2 separate regions of the Sus scrofa genome follow, and region 1 is linked to region 2. Evidence: chromatin contacts called from public HiChIP or PLAC-seq data. All regions are on one chromosome and are shown on one strand. Each heading gives the region's core, a stretch centred on a gene start, on an enhancer-like site or on the middle of the called end of the contact. The rest is flanking DNA. Distances are from core to core; before and after follow the strand shown. Region 1 overlaps NFIA (nuclear factor 1 A-type). Region 2 overlaps NFIA (nuclear factor 1 A-type).

Region 1 (5,738 bases), core at 2,647-5,146, 220 kb before region 2:
TGAGCACCCAAGGTAAGTGCCAAAGTGTAGTAGAGGAAATAATTGCTACAGGCAGTAGGACAAGAGGAAAATCGCTCTGATCACTGGAAGATATCTCAGGATTCTCTATTTAAAAAGGTGCAGAATGTGAAGGATTTTGTAGGTCTTTTCCTCCTGTGATAGAATCAGGAAATTATTTAGGTTAATTTTCAGGTAAATATATTATGATCTCTAGCTGAAAGAAATAATGTAAGAACACTTTTTTTATTAGGTAATCTTTTCCCATGAAATCTTAACTATCTCTGCATGTGATTTGGTGGTTTTTGCCTTTATGTAGATCTTTCTCACCCTAGTGACACTTACCCAACTCCGAAAGTCCACACCACTAGTAAACTCTCTAGCCTCTGTTCCTGGGACAAGTGGTCTTTCTTTGTGACCAGGTACACATAATTAATAGCATTATTGTATGAAGTAATTCGGTTACTCAGCAAAACAAATAATATGCACTTTTAGAAATAGCTCTAGAAAGTAAACTTGAACCTAAAAGTGTTTAGTGAGAGGAAATTTCTGTTTGTCTTTAATTAAGAGAAACTGTATGGAAATGTAAGCTAAGGATGCATTAATCAGAGAAGTTGGCATTGCACTGTGTTCCTCATTTTTATTTGGCATAGATTTCATGGGTGCTCATTAAATAATTTGGCAGAAATAACTCTTGTGATATTTCTTGCTAAATTTTTGCATCTATTCAGACTAAAACTCTGGAAAGTTAAAAAAAAACTTTAAGTTTGAAGGTTTGAGCCATTAATTGTTACTGACAGTCTTTATTGTGGAAGTGTGTATTCATTAATGTTTGCTTGCCTCATTTTTGAGGAAGAAAGGTGTATGATGAGAGTGTATACAATTTCAGTGAAAAATTAGTGCTCATATAGTGAGTTTATAGATGGTAAGTAGATTTTTGTGATTAATGCCTTTGAATGTTAACAACTTTGCCTCTGCTCCCTTTGTTGGTGAACTTGTTGACTTTGCTAGTTTTAAAAATAAACTCTTGAAGGAAAAAGTTTACATCCAGAGATGGTTGGGTTGGTAGGATATACTCACATCTCAAAGGGAACCTGATCTTTGGAGAGACGGCATGTTTGGGTCATCAAGGCCAAGGAAAAGGAATTTCCCCCTCTACTTTAATTTCTTGGTTCGTATAGATCAAACCAGGATTCTTTAGGCTAAATCAGGTGGTATACCTTTGGCCATAGATTTGCTTTGGGCTTCGTAATATTTGTAATCCTGTGAGGTGACAGGATTGAATTCACTTAATTGTAGAGTTCTACACAGTGGCTGTACCAACATCCTAATAAAGTGATAAGGAATTCAATAAGTAATGCCAAGTGGGACAGTGCCCCACTCACATAAGCTTTTTACTAAACTTGATATATTCTTATGGCGCTTCTCCAGAACGTAGAAGAAACACATTTATCTAGGTGATTAGTATTCTTTCTGTCTGCCAGATTTAAGGATTGTTTGGAAATATTGTTAGAATCCAAATCAACGTTTGTTGCCACACAAGGTTGGGCATTCCAGGCAGACTCTGGTCGTTCATGGTGTTACTCCCATGTCCACTTGTTTCACATCTGCCATGACAGTGACAGTTTTCAGTAACAGAGCCTCCATCAACAGTGATCAGCCAGTCAGTAAGGCCTTTGGGAAACGTCATTTCTGGTCCCTTCTCAAAGGATGTTATTGAAGACATCTTTAAAAGTGATCAAGGTAACACCAGCTAGACCCCGTGCAGGTCATGTTTTTGAAGTTATTAACAGTCTGCACTTAAGTCCATTTTAAGCTGAAAAGTGGCTCGTGCACACACTTTTTAAACACTGTAGCCGGTTCTAAATTTAAGGAAAACGAAAACATTGGAAATGAACAGTCAAAGAAAGTTCTAGGGTAGAAGATGCTTTTTAAATTAACCACTCAAATCAGGTTTAAAACTTTAACATGGCAATGCTCGCATTTTGGGTTGTCTAATTAGTGACTTGTATTTTGTTAACCACGTCTCTTAGCTATAGTGCCAGGTTCCGTTTTTTAAAAAAAACTCAAATAAACTTAAAAGTATTAACAAATGGCAAGGTCTCACATCGACCTCCAGGACATTAGGAAATCAAATTTAAAGCGTTGCATTGTCTGTTACTCAATGCAGTGAACTGAGGACAGCGTGTGACTTGTGTACTGGGAATGACGCAATCGCTAAATATTCTGGTGTGAGTTAAGGTTGATTAAATGATCGTCTTTAACTCTGTTCTTCCCGGGGCTTTTTGAATCCTTGTTTTTCAGGTGATATATGCTGTATTATATTGATCTTTAAAAAGTGTTCTCTTTGGGGCAAGGAAACACGAAAGCTCTCTTGGATTCTGGATGGAAATTAGCAATCTTATGCTCAGAATGGAAAGGTCACAAACTGACCCTCCAAAAAAAAAAAAAAAAAAAAAAATCTGGGGAGTAAAACATAGAAGCAAGAAACCAGATATTGATCTACAAAGTTATAGATTTTTAAAAAACTCTTTAGCATTTTTTTCCCTGGAATTAATTTTCTGTGAAAACTAAGACATTTTTCTACTCATCTGGAATTAGTTTTTACCCCATTTGCAGGAAATGGTGAATATACATGCAACACAAATAGAGTTCGCTTTATGAGGCAAAGAATTTACACTCCATAGTAGCTGTGTACAATAAAAGATTCTTTCTGCTCTTCTTAAATAGCCTTGTGAAGGCAGTTATAGCAGTAGATAGCATCATTCAGGTAACTTTCAGTGATGTGATTCCCCCCCACACACACCATAAATCCAAAGAAAGAATTTTTGACCTAATCTTTTGGCAAATATTTTAGTGCTGTCTTTAGTTTATTGGTAAAATGCAATGTTCCCTGGCTGGGTCTTGGTAGTGATAGCATGTGGGGCTGGGGTAGGACTCCCTTTTCCATTTTCTTTTGATCTTAAAGTTACATAACTGTGCATTCAGCTCAACTTGTGTTAGTGCAGTAGGAAGATGTGTAGGTGGAAAGATATTCTAAAGGGAGGCTAAAGCTACCTTCCCTGTCAAGAAGAAATTCAAGTGAACAAATAAAAATAGACTCAAAGAGTCATAGAACATTATAGCTGTAAGGGACCTGAGGTTTCATTTAATCCAAATTTAAGCTTCAAGGTCCCAGATAAAATTTATATCTGTGCTTGTGAATAGGGCTTTTCCATATTTAAAAGTTAAATTTATTGTGTTCACTTATTTATCTTGATATGTTTGTGACCCTATTTTTTTTTTTTTTTTAATATGGCTAATAGGAACATTCTGTGTTATCACTTCCTTTTTTTTTTTTTTGGTCTGGAGGCTTGTATATGTCTTTTAGTTTGCTAGTATTTTCACATGTGCAGGCATACAAGAGAAAATGGCAATCTAGTATTGTAAAACAGAGAAAGAATGAATTATAGTGTAGGAAGAGAAGACTGGATTAATTGTGCTCTTAGCAGTCAGGTTGCCATAAGCGTCATATTTTAAAGTTTGAGACTACCTCGCGTGTATCCCAGAGTTTGTACAGGGCTGTTGGGCGTCTCCTTAGACATACAGTCTGCCTGCTCTTCAGGCCTAACATATAAAATGGATGTCATTTAACTGGCATCTAGAAAGCATCGGTAGCACTGCAGATTTTATCACTCATTCCAAACACGGGAATTGCAAAACACCTTTCTCTAAATATTTTCTCTTCATGGTGCAACTGGGGAGGGCCAAACTCCAGCCTTAAATAAAGTTTCAACCTGACTGGGTGACAGAAATGGCAGAATAATAAAACTTTCGGTCAAGAAACTGATGGCTAGGCTGTGTCTAGGATTAGACTGTGCTTTTGTTTCGGTTTCCTATGGGCTCCTTGTGTCTACTCAGTACCCGCCTCTGTGTAGCCAGGAGGAAGTGGAGATTGCACCTTGGGTTTCTTTTTCTAGAGATATTCCTCTTGGGACTCCTAGATCCTAATGAGTATTCTTTTGTTGATGATAATCTACTTAACTGATATCCTATCATCAGAATCCCTTGATGGAATTAGCTTTGCATTTTGCACAGTTCTTTCATCCTGGCTTCTACAAGTGCCTCCCTCCCTTAAATTATTGTTCTAATGGAAATTACATGTAAATATGTAAATTACTGTGTGGGAAGCCTGCATAGTAGGCTGTTTTTGATACCCAGTCCACCCTACTGGCGACTACTTTGTAGGAAGCTTCATAGAATAATGCAGAGGGTACGAAGAGACCTCTGCTATGATTTCTTTGGTTTATATATTTTGCATTGAAATGGTAGATCTTTTTTTTTTTTTTTTTTGGTTGGAATTTATTTGAGATGATTAAAGACATTTTGCAGAGTACTCAAATATAGGTGAAAGAATTTCAAGTTTGCTCATTTTGGCATAATTGTAAAACAAAAGTGTTACTGTTGGATCTGGGCATGTGATGGGTGAATGAGTGTTTCAATGAAATGACATAAGTCTGTATAATTTGGAGGGTAATGATGCCTTAGAACAAGAATAAATCTGGAGCGATGGAAAGGCTCCATATTCTAGATGAATGCATGCTTCCTCTTATGAGTCTGAAAAATAAAATTAAATTTTTATTTATACGAATCCACTGGGGACAAAAGCTCATGGACTGGGTTTATGATATATTTCAGAACAGGAATATTAGCCTTAACCTCTTTCCTCACATTGCATATGATATTTAATCCATCATCTTTGTTTTAAACAAACAATACGCAAGCTGTTGCTGGCATTGGTATAAAGCTGATGGTCCATCTGGAGAGCAGGAATATAGATCAGGAAAATAAGAGAATTGAAATTGGGTGCAAGGGCAGATTTGCATGTGTAAAACCTTTCTGTTTTTACCAGCTTTTTATCAAATTATTTAATACTAGGCAACACAGATTCCTTTTTCTTGAATCTGAGTGTCTTATTCGAAGAAGAGTTGCTTCTGGGCTGAAAGGAGGACAGTTGGGGTTTGAGAGACGGTAAAGTCCTAAGCCATTCCTCTCACCTTTTTTTTTGGCAGGGGGAGTCCCGGTGGAGAAGAGAGAGCCCCACTGGGGGATTTAGTTCCTGGTGTAGCCCTGTGATCCTTGGCCAGTCCTTTTAGCTTCTTGACCTTCAGTGTCCTTTGATCCCACTTAATTCATCAGCCATTGGTTGAGGCAACTGAGAATTTTCTGAGCTGACCATTATGCGAGGCATCAGGGACCCCTAGAGGAGAAAGACTGGGCCCTTCTCTCAAGAGGCTTCAGGTCTTGCAGTGGAGACGGGACCTCACAACTGCACAATGGCATCAGGGGCGTATAAGAGATGCCGGGTCGCAAAGGAAGGAAAATTCATTCTGTCCAGAACGGACAGGAAGATTTGAATTACGAATCCTTCCTAAAGGTTTTCTACTTCCGTTGGCCAAGGAGCAGACATTCCAGGTATCTGGATCGTGAGAGGTTCAGGACGAATTATCAACAAAGTTCTTTCCAGCACCACACGGGTGGTGTTATCAATGTGAAATTCTTTGAATAGCTTTCCTCTGATGAGGTACTTGCCAAAGAGTGTTTATTGTCATGGTTGAAAGAAAGTAATAATGAAAGAAACAATGATTTCTTTTGGTTATAAAATTGGGGCTGGATGGGAGGAGGCAGCCGGGGTTTTTTTTTTGTTTGTTTTTTTGCCCCCCCCCCCTTTTTAATTATCGCCCTGTTTGAAAGAGCAGGCT
Region 2 (6,286 bases), core at 3,256-5,755:
GGCAGGAGATCTGGAAGTAGAGGGAGAGAGAGTCTATCTACCAGGCACTGTACTAGGTGTTTGTGTATATTATGTAACATTAATCCTTGCAATAAACTTGCCAGATAAGAAATTGCTCTCATTTTTCCAAATGTGCTAAATTGAGGGTCAGGTCATTTACCTGAAGTCAAACCAGCAGGGAAGAATTTAAGCTAAGTCTGTGTAATGCTCATCTGTACTCTTAGACTGGCCCAAGGGAACTTAAAGAAATCTACAACTCAAGACTAGATGGAAAACAGCAGGAAGGCAGCTCTGAGTGTTAGAATTCTAGAGTCAGGGACCCTGGGCTAATGCTAGAAGTTCTGGGATAGGGGAGTTGCAGCTCTAGAGAATGAGGCATTATGAGCAGCAGGCTATGACTTGGAACCAAGATGCTGTTGCCATATTATGGCGTGTACACAGAGTACCAACCAGTGAGCTAGAGATGAGAGTACCTGGTTAACTGGGAGGATATGTGCTGTGCCAAGCAGAGCTGATTAGCCAGCCCTTTGCCATGGACAAATACAGACGCATTTGTATGTGTATTTTTCACCTTTAAGATTTTTTAAAAAGTAGTCATGGAGTTCCCGTCATGGCTCAGCTGTAACAAGCCCAACTAGTATCCATGAAGATGCAGGTTCGATCCCTGGCCTCGCTCAGCGGGTTAAAGGATCCATCGTTGCTGTGAGCTGTGGTGTAGGTCGCAGAAGAGGCTGGGATCTAGCGTTGCTGTGCCCACGGCATAGACTGGTGGCTACAGCTCCAGTTCGACCCCTAGCCTGAGAACTTCCATATGCCCTAAAAAGACAAAAAAATTTTAAAAGTGATCGTCATCCCATGTATTCCCCGTAATTTTAATAATAGTAGTAATTGGGAGTGTATAGATGAGTCTGCCTGTCCTAATGGCATTATTGGGACATAGGTTCATTCATAAAGCCCTTCCTGGGATCTGATCATAGCCTTAAAGAGTGAAAAGAAGATTGATGCACAAGACCTTTTTGATTCTTCCCTGGCTGCTGTAATGCCTACATTTAGTCTTTGTCACCATCAGTGTCCTGAGGTCTGGGAGTTTGTATGCGACGGCCCACACTGCTCAGAACATCCCCAGAAGCATACCCCACCTCCACTCTCTCTGTGTCCCTTTAAGGTCTTAAAGCCCAAGGCCTAGCAGTTCCCAACTTGACTAGGCTTCTGTTCAGTCCACCATAGCATGGTTGCCAAGGGATTTCTCCACCTGCCTTCAAGATTGCCTGGGGGTGGGGCCAGACCACATACTGAATCTGCAGCGGGCCCTGGTCTGTTTCCTGGCCCGTTTAGAGAGCTGTGTTGCTGATGCCTGGCATCGTGAGCGTCCTTCGGCTCTTGAATGCTTTTCGATTCTGCACACTGCTGTGTAATCGCTCTAGGACGCACTCACACATGGCCTCGTGCTGACTGAAACTGTTTGGCAAGAGTGGGACTGGGCTGTGTCAGCTAAACCATGGCTTCAGGCCAAACTGCCATCCAGAGCCCCCTCCCTCCTGCAGATCTTTAATCCAGGGTTGTTGGGGTCTGTGTCTCAAGATCGCCTTGGCCACCCAGGGCAGGATCCCCCAGCTCGTGTTTCCTCACCCTCACATCTTTCTGAAAGACGTAAGCTCAGGCCACATGATGGAGTCAAAATCCTTAACCTCCTTTGCAGTGCTGCTCCCTTCCCCACAGCAGAAGAGCTAAGCATCCATTTCAGAGGTGTAGTGGACACTTTTTCCAGATAAGTGAGCTGGGTGCCTTCTGCAGCCTTGGGATAGAAATAAGCTAAGTGGCCTCTCAGTTGATTAAGTGCGTGATGTGAGCCCTGGTAGGAGCATGATGCAACATTAATATGAAAAATGACCGTAGCCAGCGTTTATCAAGCTTTACCAAGTACCAGGCATTGTGCTAGGCACCTTGTAAACATGACCTCGCTCAGTCTTCTGGACTGCTGTCATTGTCCCTTTTTATAGATAAAGGACATGGTGATGCACAAAGTTGAGAAATTTGCGCTTTTCACTTTGCAATACTCAGCTAGCTCACTGCAGAGGGTTTTGTCATGACCTCTCCTATAACTAAGTGCATTATAGAACTAAGTCCAAAGTTTCTGCCTTTTTATTAAATTAGCATTTCTTGTTAGAGTTGATAAACCTTCTGATTATTAATTTGTGTAGTAAAAAAAGTAAAATGATTTTCAGATAAACCAAAACAAGCAAAATACTTAATTACAACAGTTTTTCCTGAATTTGTTTTCAGGTTTGATTTTTTTTTTAATGAATAGGCTTTTTTTTTTTTTTTTTAAGGGAAGTTTAGGTTTATAGTTAGAGGTTAACAGAAAGTACAGAATTTCAATATAGCCACTGCTCCTCAGTTTCCCCTATTACTAACATGTTTTGTTAGTGTGGTATGTTTATTACAATGGATGAGCTGATATTGATACATTATTATTACCTAAAGTCTGTAGTTTTCGTTAGGGGTCATTCTTTGTGCTGTATAATCTCTGGGTTTTGAAGAATGGATCTAATGATTGCAGTACCATGCGGAATAGTCTCATTTCCTTAAAAACCACCTGTCTTCCCGCTAGCCATCTTCCCACCCTCCCAACCCATGATCTTTCTCTAATTTAGCCTCTTACCGGGATGTTTCTAAGGGTCTCAATGTCATAGAGTTTCTTCCACTTCGTCACAGATTTCTCCTTAACTTCCTCTTAACCTATGCCAGTTCCACCCACTTCCCCCCAGTCACACCGACCTGACCACATACACGGCCCGGAAATTTCACACTAAAGGTGGCCTTAGCTTGAAAATCCTCCCTCTTTCTGGATCTTTCCAATTCAGTTTTTAAATTTGCGAATGTAAATATTGACTTTCCCCAGGTTTCCAGTTAGTTTCTGTTTTTAGTTTTCCTCCTTTTAACTTTAATAGAGGAGGGAGATGCTATTTCGGTATTTCCTCATGAGGATTTACTGAAATAACTATGTGCTAAGTTTGTTGTTTATAATCGTGTTACTAAAGGGTGGCAGTGGCAGAGAAACTCAAGAGAAAGCTGCCGGCTTAGCCTCACACGTTGAGACGTGAGGGTCAAGCGACAAGGTGGCCTGACATTAAATGATCCTGCTCGGATGCGCGGGGGCTGTGGGAAATCAGGGGCTCCTGCTGCCGGCTCCCACCACTTGTTCCCCTCTCACCCTTGCCTCCTGCCTAGCCACCTTTTAATTTTTTGCATCATCCAGAGTCGATGAAAGGCAAGAAAGGAGAGTTCTGTTTCACTTAGCAGCAAAGAGAATACTGTACAGCATAAAAGCAAACATATTCATTCTCCTCCTACCTTTTCCCGCATGTGCTAGGACCATCTGAAAATAGTTCTGGTTATTTATCACTTTGTGCCGGGGGAGGCAGGGCGAAATGCAGACCACGAGACACCGCGCCAGAGAGAAAGAGAGACGTCTCTGCTCTGGGGGAGGGGGTTTACAAGTGCTAACAATGAAGTTCAGAATCGCTAAAGTTGTTTTAGCATAATACTCTGGGGAAAGAGACAGGAACCATCTGTTGAAATGGCTCTTACATGATGCTGCATTTTCAAACAAAGCCTTCTAGAAGCATTTTCAGATGGGTCTCTTTCCTATGAAGTTGCTGCAAAGAGAGCCCACTCTACTGGCTGCTACATGACGCCGCTTAGCTAGCTCTCTGTCAGCCCCCACGCTTGTTTATTTTGTACCAGTGTTTTCCTCGGAGTGTGTGCTTTGAGGCTGTCAAATATCCTTCCTGGGAGAAACCCAGAAAATCCTTCTGAAAAAAATCCAGTACTTCTGCCCATTTCCTTCTAAAGTGCTGACTCTTTGACTTGAAGTTGGTGGAGTGACTCCGAAACCTTAAATACTTCACTGGGAAAGAGGAAAACCGCAAATACACACAGGCCATTGTGACTCTGGCCTGGCGGGTTCTAATTTTCTGGCAGTGGTTTGTACCCCCAAGTCGGCTGCAAGGGTTAAGTAAACTTCGTGGCTGGGGATGACTTCATGGCCCTGGAATTTTGAAAAGCCAGGGTTCTCAGTACGCTGTGGCCAGCCTTAGAGTCTTTGGGTGTGAAAAGCACTCTCAGTTACCCAGACTGATTTTGGGTTCCTGTTGCAGTGCTGCAGAATCTATTAAAATCCAGCAGCTGAATTGTCCTGGCTCTGCCACAAAGCTAAGCTGCTGGGTGGCTACAGGATTCCCGAGCTGTTTGTCAATGGAGAGTGGGAGTGAATGGAGCCAGGCGTATGCCTCAGCCTGGCATGAGGTGGCACCCTAGTGGCTGTTTTCTGCCTTAGAAACGTGCGCTCTGTGTTCTCACACGGGAATCCCAAGATCTCAATCGTAGTTCATTTTTAAAGTTTTCTTTTAAGGCTCTAGGTCCTTTGCGTGTCTTTGGGGACACATTTCCACACCCTAGGGTTTTCTGGCCACCAGTTTAGCAGGGGCTGTTGGCAATATTCTAACCTGCCTGGATGGAGCTTCTACAACAGTTAACTCGGCTCCAAGGTACAATAAGGAAATGAAGCCCTTTGACAGAACAAGCCCAAACTTGAAAATTACAAAATGTTCTTGCAAAGACGGACTCAAAGGAAATTGGTGTAGGATAAGAGATTCTGGATGTCCCAGTCCTTTGGGATGCCATTTAAAGATGTGCAGGATTTTAGGTCTTTGCTAAAGTAGAGCAGATTTGAAACTTTCTTTTCTAAACAAGTGGCCCATTGGTTCACCTCTGATCATGGCCTGGAAATTATTTTTTAAACTAAGGCTGTATTCTTATGCAACCTCTTCTTTCTAAAAGAAACCACTTGGGCTTGAGCATTAAAGGAAGAAACAAAAAGATTATAATAAAAAATAGACTGCAGCCCTAGCATGAACAGTGGCTGTGACCTTGCCTTTTGTTTGCCATTACACAATTCAATGGCAGTCCACTCCAACTATGCTCTCGATCAATATCCTATTAAAGCAGCACAAAAAGTCTCCATAAACTTAGTGGTTAGCTATGTTTATAAATGGAACTCGGCATAATTAGATGGTCAATAGCAGGCTCTACTAGTAATTTTAAAATGAGCATCACACATTTTCTATCTGTAGAAGTCAATGGCACCTATTCCAGAGTAAGGCTTTGGTGTGAAGCAGACAAAAGAGTAGGAATCTCTTTTAAAAATCATAATGCCGATCTCTAAAATGCAGTTTTTCCAGAAAATCTGTTAGTTTATGGAATAGAAAATACTGACGGGCCCTATATATTTTTTCATTTTGCCTAAGCCACCTTATTCTAAATATATGATGACATTGCAAGTGTTTTTATTTTCTAGTTTTAATCAACCCCTCATAGATAAAATAATAAATATTGCCATACTCGTAGGAAGAAAAATATCAGTCTGGCCAGCTTAATTTAGTGGGTTTCCTCTACTATAATTCAATAAATTTTCAAAATAAATACTGAAATTGAATTAGTTCAGAAGGATGTTTTGTTATATAATTTTCTTCTTTTAATTTTCTTTGACATATTTGGGGTGAATATTTGGACAGCAAAGCTGGCAACAAATAGAATGAACTGGCAGTGATAGAAATTTTTGTCAAATGACTCCCTTCTGAATCCCAGCTCACAGTATGTGTGGCCAAACATGGGTTTTTTTTTTTTTTTTCTTTTTTATTTGTCCTACTCTCCTCACCCACTAGAGAAAGAATCACATAAAGTAAAAGGTGTCCCTCCCTTTCCTACGAATTGAAATGTGCATATATACCGTGTTTGGCGTATGTCCTGGCAGTGGTATGACCACCGTGTCGGCTAAAATTAGAGCCACAGTAAGCACAAGCTTCACATTAGCAGACCCATCAGTCAGTGCTAAATGCATGAAGTCCCATCCTTTATTTTTTTAATTTATAGTTGGTTTGCAGTATGTCAATTTCTGCTGTACAGCAAAGTGACTCAGTTTCATATATATATATAATATGTAATATATATATATACACACACACACACACATATATACACTTTTTAATCGTCTTTTCCATCATGGTCTTTCCCAGGAGATTGGATATAGTTCCCTGTGCTGTACAGTAGGACCCTGTTGTCTCGCCAATCTAAATGTAATTGTTTGCATCTACTCACCCCAAACCCCTTTCTGTTGTACTCGTACACCTACAGCCTTCCTGGTTAGAGTTAGCAGTGAGTTTTCATGGCAAGATTTAGAGGACCTCTTGTTTTCTTTCCTTAGCTAAAGCTCCTGCTAAATTTA

What was found. HiChIP or PLAC-seq counts read pairs in DNA pulled down with a chosen protein or histone mark.
Region 1: a contact with region 2 is called in an H3K27ac HiChIP or PLAC-seq map of alveolar macrophages. The contact joins two enhancer-like sites. A contact is called at or near these places in 7 of 47 Hi-C or Micro-C datasets (fetal heart ventricle, heart right ventricle, liver and 1 more) and 2 of 2 datasets of contacts at active chromatin or transcription factors (alveolar macrophages and skeletal muscle).

Annotation. Positions count from the first base shown.
Region 1 is chr6:151,179,224-151,184,961 of Sscrofa11.1, reverse strand. The region is part of intron 2 of NFIA (nuclear factor 1 A-type); the gene reads left to right. Among named protein-coding and RNA genes, the nearest start is that of NFIA, 48 kb to the left of the region's middle. Within about 2 kb of position 3,896, at least 14 of the 83 cell types and tissues checked have an H3K27ac peak or open chromatin away from gene starts, as enhancers often do. A contact at or near this core is called in alveolar macrophages, liver and skeletal muscle, where this site is marked.
Region 2 is chr6:150,961,925-150,968,210 of Sscrofa11.1, reverse strand. All of the region lies in intron 4 of NFIA (nuclear factor 1 A-type), which reads left to right. Among named protein-coding and RNA genes, the nearest start is that of NFIA, 260 kb to the left of the region's middle. Within about 2 kb of position 4,505, at least 48 of the 83 cell types and tissues checked have an H3K27ac peak or open chromatin away from gene starts, as enhancers often do. A contact at or near this core is called in alveolar macrophages, liver and skeletal muscle, where this site is marked.